Linked DNA regions of Mus musculus: region 1 is linked to region 2. The links are chromatin contacts, called in public promoter capture Hi-C maps. All regions are on one chromosome and are shown on one strand. Each heading gives the region's core, a stretch centred on a gene start, on an enhancer-like site or on the middle of the called end of the contact. The rest is flanking DNA. Distances are from core to core; before and after follow the strand shown. Region 1 holds the start of Nckap1l (NCK associated protein 1 like). Region 2 holds the start of Pcbp2 (poly(rC) binding protein 2).

Region 1 (3,092 bases), core at 295-2,794, 980 kb after region 2:
TTCCCCAGGAAAAGTTTTGTTATACATTTTTTTTTTTTAACATACCTTTGTTACCATTGCTAAGTAGGATTGTTCTCAGACTTGAGGGCACACTGGAGTCACCCAGAGAACTTGTTGTAGGATAGCATGTGTTAGGGGCTGGAGAGATAGATGGCTTAGTGGTTGAGTACTTGATGCACTTCCAGAGAACCTAAGTTAGTAGTTTCACACCATCCACCTGTAACTTTAGCTCCAGGGTATCTGATGTTCTCTTCTGTCCTCCTTTGTCATGTGTTTGAGTGTACACACACACACACACACACACACATACACACACACACACACCTTGAAAACAAAAAAACAAAAACAAAACATGCCTGTTCTACCTTAAGATTTTGGGTTGAGGGTTGGAGAGATGGCTCAGTGGTTAAGAGCTCTGGACACTCTTAACAGAGGTCCTGAATTCAATTCCCAGAAACCATATGGTGGCTCATAATCATCTATATTATGATCTGGTGCCCTTTCCTGGCATGCAAGTATATATGCAGATGCACTCATACATTAACTAACTAACTAACTAACTAACTAACTAACTAACTAACTAATCTTAAAAAAAAAGATTTTGTGTTCAGCAGGTCTTGAGTGACGTCAAAGAATTTGTGTGTCTAGTAAGTTTCTTTTAAAATATTTTGTTTTATTGTTTATCAAACCTAACAAGTTTCCAAGTGCTGCTGCTACTGCTGGATCATGCTTACTGATTCACTGTACTAAATACTACAAAGGATATCAATATTAGATATCATACCTGTCATTAGGAAGGAACATATGATGTGGGTGGGAGAGAGAGAAAGCATATGCTTAAAAATATAACAAGGAAGCTAATCCCAGCACACTGGAGGTAGAAGTAGGAGATCAGAGGTTCAAGCTTATCTTCAACTACATAAGGAGATAGATTGAGTATAGCCTGGGGTTTACAAGACTTTCTCAACCCTTGCAACCATGTGATATATATATATATGTGTGTGTGCGTGTGTGAGAGAGAGAGAGTGTGTGTATGTATATATATGTTTATATATAAATATATTTATGTTTATAAATAAAATATAGTGAACATGTCATTGAATGGAATAGTTAGAAAGAGACCAGGGTCCTAAAGGATGCTGGGGCCTAAGGGTCAGTAGAAAATAACAGGCATTCTTGACCGGGATCTAAAAGGGTAAGTGTAGAGGTGAATGGGGCTGGTAGTAGATATTTGTTTGGTGTGTGCTTTGTCTGGGACATTTGGGGAGAGGGAAGGCCAGAACAGTTGGTACTGCATTGTGAGGAGCCGTGAAAGCCTGTTCTCTTCCTCAGCTTCCGCCCACTTCTTACTGAAGTACTGCACAACCAGAAAGAGGAAGTCTCCTCTGCTGAGGGTGCAAGAGGAAGCACAAGAGGGCTCTGAAGGCCTGTGAGCCATAGTGACTGCTATCCTCCATGAGCCAATTACAGAAGCAACCGGAAGCTCGGTGCACCAACCAGGGCGGGTCCTTTTACACAGAGGGTGTTGCCAGCCAGGCTGAGAATATTTGGGGCATTTGGGTCTTGTTATCCGGATGGTCCTCTCTCTCGGTGGCCATCATGTCTTTGACCTCTGCCTATCAGCTTAAATTAGCAGAGAAGCTCACGATCCTGAATGACCGAGGACAGGGAGTTCTCATCCGCATGTACAACATCAAGAAGGTAAGCAAGAAGACCCGTCTAGCAAATCATGGCAGGAACCTGGAGGCCTGCAGGCCCAATAGTCAAGCCATATCTTTTTCTCCATTGCTTTAAGTGGCTTTCAGCCACTTAGACGGTATGGTTCCCACAGTTTGGGGAGATAGAGGGAGGCTTCTTTTTAAGGCGTGTCCTTTCTAGGTATTATTCTTGCCTTTTTGAGAGCATCACCTTTCCCCTATGACTTAGGGTTGGGTGGGAAAGAGAATATTTGTGTTGTGAGTGATTTGATTAAGGGTCTGGGGTCTAGAATTTGGGGTTTACTTATTGTCAGTTTCTCTAGTTTTTGAGTTTTCAAGTTGTGTCTCTGGCAAAAATTGTGTTTGTGTGTGTATGTGTATGTTTGTGTGTAATTATTTCCTTAAAAGGGGAAACATTTAAGGAAGTGGTGTTTTCTAAGGTAGTTTGGGGCTGTGAATGCTGCGTGTGTGTGCTTAGGAGAGTAACTATGAAACTGGACAAAGATGATGCCAAAAGGTGAGCCAGCGACTGTAGAAGGCAGGATAAAGGTGGGTAATTGTGAGACTTTCCAGGAAGAGAAAGAAGGAACTTGTGGAAACGGACCTTTGTGCGTTTTGTAGTAAAGCACCAGGAATATGGTTTCTGTCATGTCGTTTGTAAAGTCTCTTGGGACCCAGAGCTTTATATAAAGTCCAACTTATGATCAGCCACTTTTCTCACTACTTCCGGCTTCAGAGGAGGGGTGGGGAAGCAGCTTCCTCTCTGTGTTAGAGCTAAGCCTCAGTTAAGACAAGATGCCAGGTTGTTAGCTCTTAGGAGTACTAGTTCACTGTCTGGAACGAACTTGGTTTTCAACTACCCTCATGCTTTTATAATAAAATTTCAGACTGCCATTTCCAAAAGAGATAGTGGGAGTGAATGATGCATCCAAAGGCTTGTATCTAAATGGAAAAATAGTACGGTAGTTTAATATTACTTTTTTTTATGTGTAGACCTGTTCAGATTCAAAATCCAAGCCACCTTTTTTACTGGAAAAGTCCATGGAATCATGTCTCAAGTACATCAACAAGAAGTTTCCCAACATAGATGTCCGAAATAGCACGGTGAGAACTTGGGTTCATTTCCTCCTTTCTGTAACATTATTCTTGCATGGCAGATTATTGCAGACTCTCCACTTTGTCTTGTCTTTAAGTGTAGCCACCTATAGTTTCCTAGACTCAGACTCGGGGCTTCAGGCATTGAGGGTCGTAAGCTCAGATGGGAGCCTCCCATGGTGAACTGGGGCACAGTCTTGCCAGCCAGGTTCATGAGGACACCTGGTACACAGAGAAGCATCTCCACCAACCTTGCCGGGCACATCTTTTACTGTAGCACTTGATCTACACTATGCTTCT
Region 2 (3,192 bases), core at 491-2,990:
AACCCATCTACAGGGAACTGAACTTGGCTCCTTTGTAAGAACAAGTTGTTTTTGTTTGATTTTTGAGAGTGAATCTCACTATGTAGCTCTCAGTGTCCTGAAACTTGCCATGTAGATCAGGCTGACTTCAAAAGATCTGCCTGCCTTTTACCTGCATGTGCCTCGGACTCCTTACAGATGTACCTATTTATTTTGTATGGGTTTTACCTGCCATGTATATATGTGCACCACTTGTGTGCAAGTGCCTGTGGAATCCAGAAGAGGGTGTTGTATCCCATGGAACTGTGAGATCCTATGTCGGTACTGGTGATTGAACACTGAATCTCTGGGAGAACAGTTGGAGAACTATTGAGACATCGTCCCAGTCCTAACAGCCAGTGCGATGGAAAGGGCGTTTGCCATCACGCCTGATGTCCTGAGTCCGATCTTCAGGACCCGCTTGGTTGAAGGAGAAAACTGACTCCTCCTGAAAATCCTCCTTTGACTTCTTCCTGCCTGCTGTGGTGTAAGTACACACACACACACACTCAGTTTGTATACACACATACAAACCGTTTAAAAAAAGGTTTATTGCCTTTTTAAAGACACCAGGATAGTTGTCTTGTGTTGTGTACAAAATTCTGTGTTTTCAAGATGTCTTTTTTTTTTTTTTTTTTTTTTTTTTTTAAGGAGCAACAGGCAACAATAAAGCAGCGTTGCTCTACAGTCCAAGGTGGCCTGAGGTTCACCTTTGTCATCCTTAAGTTCCCCAATGGTATCAGCTTGTATCACACACTGTGCTTGGCCACAGAGTACCTTCTTGTACTGATGTTTAACTTGTTCTTTCGTTCCTATAAATGGATAATTAGACTTAATAAAAAGATTAACCAATTTGGGCAGGAATTCTAGATTATACAGTACTTCTTATATAATAGTGAGATATTCACATGATCAATGTTGTCCTAATACAGTGAAGTTTTAAAGTTACTTTTCTTTCTTTCTTTTTTTTTTTCTTTTCTTTCTTTCTTTTGATTTCTAAAAAGCCCTGTCTGTCCTGGAACTCACTCTGTAGACCAGGGTGGACTCGAACTCAGAGATCTTCCTGACTCTGCCTTTCCAGTGTTGGAATCAAGTTGGGTACCACCACCGTCTGATTTAAGAACATTCTTTTACGTTTTAATTCTTTATTATAATTATTATTGCCTGATTCAGTATCTGGGCTGCAAAATAATGATGTTTTCATTTCTTCTGCACTCACTAAAGTGGATTATTTTTAGAGTAAGCAGTTTGCCTGACACTTTCAGTCTGGCCATTCGTTTTTTATTTTAGACAACTGTTATTTTCCTTTCCCTCCCTCCTATCTTGATCCCAAAGCATTGGCCACCTCTTCGTATTTAGGCCTGAGCTTTCCAGTTCTTCCGCTAGAGGCCACTGGTATCCTCCGCGCCTCTGCGCTGCCGCTCTATCTCAGACCTCGCCGCTGGTTACTGGCCGTCTCGCTGGTGCCGACGCTGTCCAAGGAGCCGCTCTAGGCTCCGGGAAGGCGGTCCGCATTGCGTGGGGAAAGTGTGGACGACGCAGTCGACTCGCCGGCCCCCGGGGCGGTTAGCGCTTCCGGGGTCGAAGGGTGCGCGGGGTTGAAAGCGGCCCGCTCCGCCCCGTCCCCCTCCCAGACCAGCAGAGGCAGCAGCCGGAGCAGCCGCAGCCTGCGCCCTCTCCCGCCCGCCCGCCCTCCGCCCGCCCGCCCGCCCTCCGCCGCCCTCCACCCGCCCCGGGGTCTCTCTCCCCCTTCCTCCTCCTCACCCCCCCCTCCTCCGCCCGCTAGCGGGGCCCCCCTCGCCTTCCCGCCCGCCCCTATTGTTCCGCCCCCGGCCTCCCGCCCTTCCCCTTCCCGCCCGCTCCCCTTTTCCCCTCAGTCGACTCGCGCCTCCAGGTAAGCTTAAAATCTTCTGCTCCGCCGCCGGCAATAGCTTCTTCTTCCACTCGTGACATCCTTCTTGGCGGACTCCGGCCCTATTCTGGAGCCTCGGCCTCTCGTAGACCCGCATGAGCGTCTACTACTTCACTCTGCCTGCCCGGGCATTCACGCGAGGCCCTGGCTCCGGCGCGGCCTAGTAGGCCTCGCGCAGAGCCTGCCCCCTCCCCCCTCCCTCCCGGTGGCGGCTGCGCAGGAGTCAGGGAGGGCGCGCGCGCGGCAGGGGGGGCGGCGGTGGATTTGTTGGTTGAGGGGGGTTGGGGAGGCGATGGCCGGCTTGCTGGCGGGGCGGGTGAGCGCGGCTCCCCGCGGGGGTCAGGCGCTGGCGCAGACACACGAGGAGGCGCTGCTTGTCCGGCCCCTCCCCCTGGGTCGCAGCGCCCCCCCCTGACCGAACCGTTTATTCACCCCCTTTCCCAGTCAAGGGAAAGGGGGGGGGCTTTTTTTTTTTAAGTGGAAAATGCTTGGATGACCCGGGCGGGGGAGGGGAGTGGGGAGCTGCAGAGTTAAAGGGTAGGCGGACTCCCTGTTACCGAGTTACTCTGACGTTCTCTCGGGTAACGAATTTTGAAATTACAAAATGCCTGCCGCTATAAACCAGACCGAGCTATTTATAGAGGGGTAATTGACTGCAGGATTAACAGCTGGATTCCCAGGATGGGGTACACTTAGATTGACCTACTCAGGAGAGGAATTGACAGGTTTCTCAGATTACTTACATGACTTGGAGTTAAAAAAAATACATCTTCGTGCTTTACTTAAGAAATGAATTTGTAGCTAGGTTTTCAGTTTCTTTGCCTTTTGAACTTGTATAACTGTATTTCTAAGGTGATTAATATAACAGTGGGGAAGTGGAACTAACAGTTTTATACTGTATGAGGGGGTGTTAATCTTGCAGACTCAGTGAACAAGCATTGTTTTTCCATAAATGAGATGTTGATTTGTGAGGTTTTTTTTTTTTTGACAGCAATTAACTGTTTTCTGGAAATAGGGAACTGATGTGCTTTAGGGATGCATTTATGTAATCACTTACATCCTGAAGTAACCAGAAGATAGTTTGCATTATATAGAGTGGTGTGACAGTCACTTTAAAGTGCTTTAAACATACTTAAAGTATGGACTTGGGATTCAGAGTTTGGAGGCCAGCCTGGTGTTAATAGTTACATTCAGTACTGGGCAACATAGTGAGGCCCTGTCTCAAAAAAACAAAACAAAAAACCCAACAGTATGTGTATTGT

Evidence for each region. Capture Hi-C pulls out chosen DNA fragments and counts their contacts.
Region 1: a promoter capture Hi-C map of liver shows a contact between it and region 2, with 5 times the contacts expected there. The contact joins the promoter of Nckap1l here to the promoter of Pcbp2 in region 2. A contact is called at or near these places in 1 of 39 promoter capture datasets (pre-B cells), 4 of 484 Hi-C or Micro-C datasets (CD4 T cells, CD8 T cells, neutrophils and 1 more) and 2 of 9 other capture datasets (adipose tissue and liver).

The regions. Positions count from the first base shown.
Region 1 is chr15:103,452,281-103,455,372 of GRCm38.p6, forward strand. Nckap1l (NCK associated protein 1 like) reads left to right here and starts at 1,545. Exons shown (of 31, transcript NM_153505.4): 1 at 1,545-1,701; 2 at 2,691-2,801. The coding sequence starts at 1,600.
Region 2 is chr15:102,468,892-102,472,083 of GRCm38.p6, forward strand. It overlaps Pcbp2 (poly(rC) binding protein 2), which reads left to right and starts at 1,741. Exons shown (of 15, transcript NM_001103165.1): 1 at 1,741-1,912. It overlaps Gm36331 (a long non-coding RNA gene), which reads right to left and starts at 1,605. Exons shown (of 2, transcript XR_384469.3): 1 at 1,364-1,605; 2 at 550-830.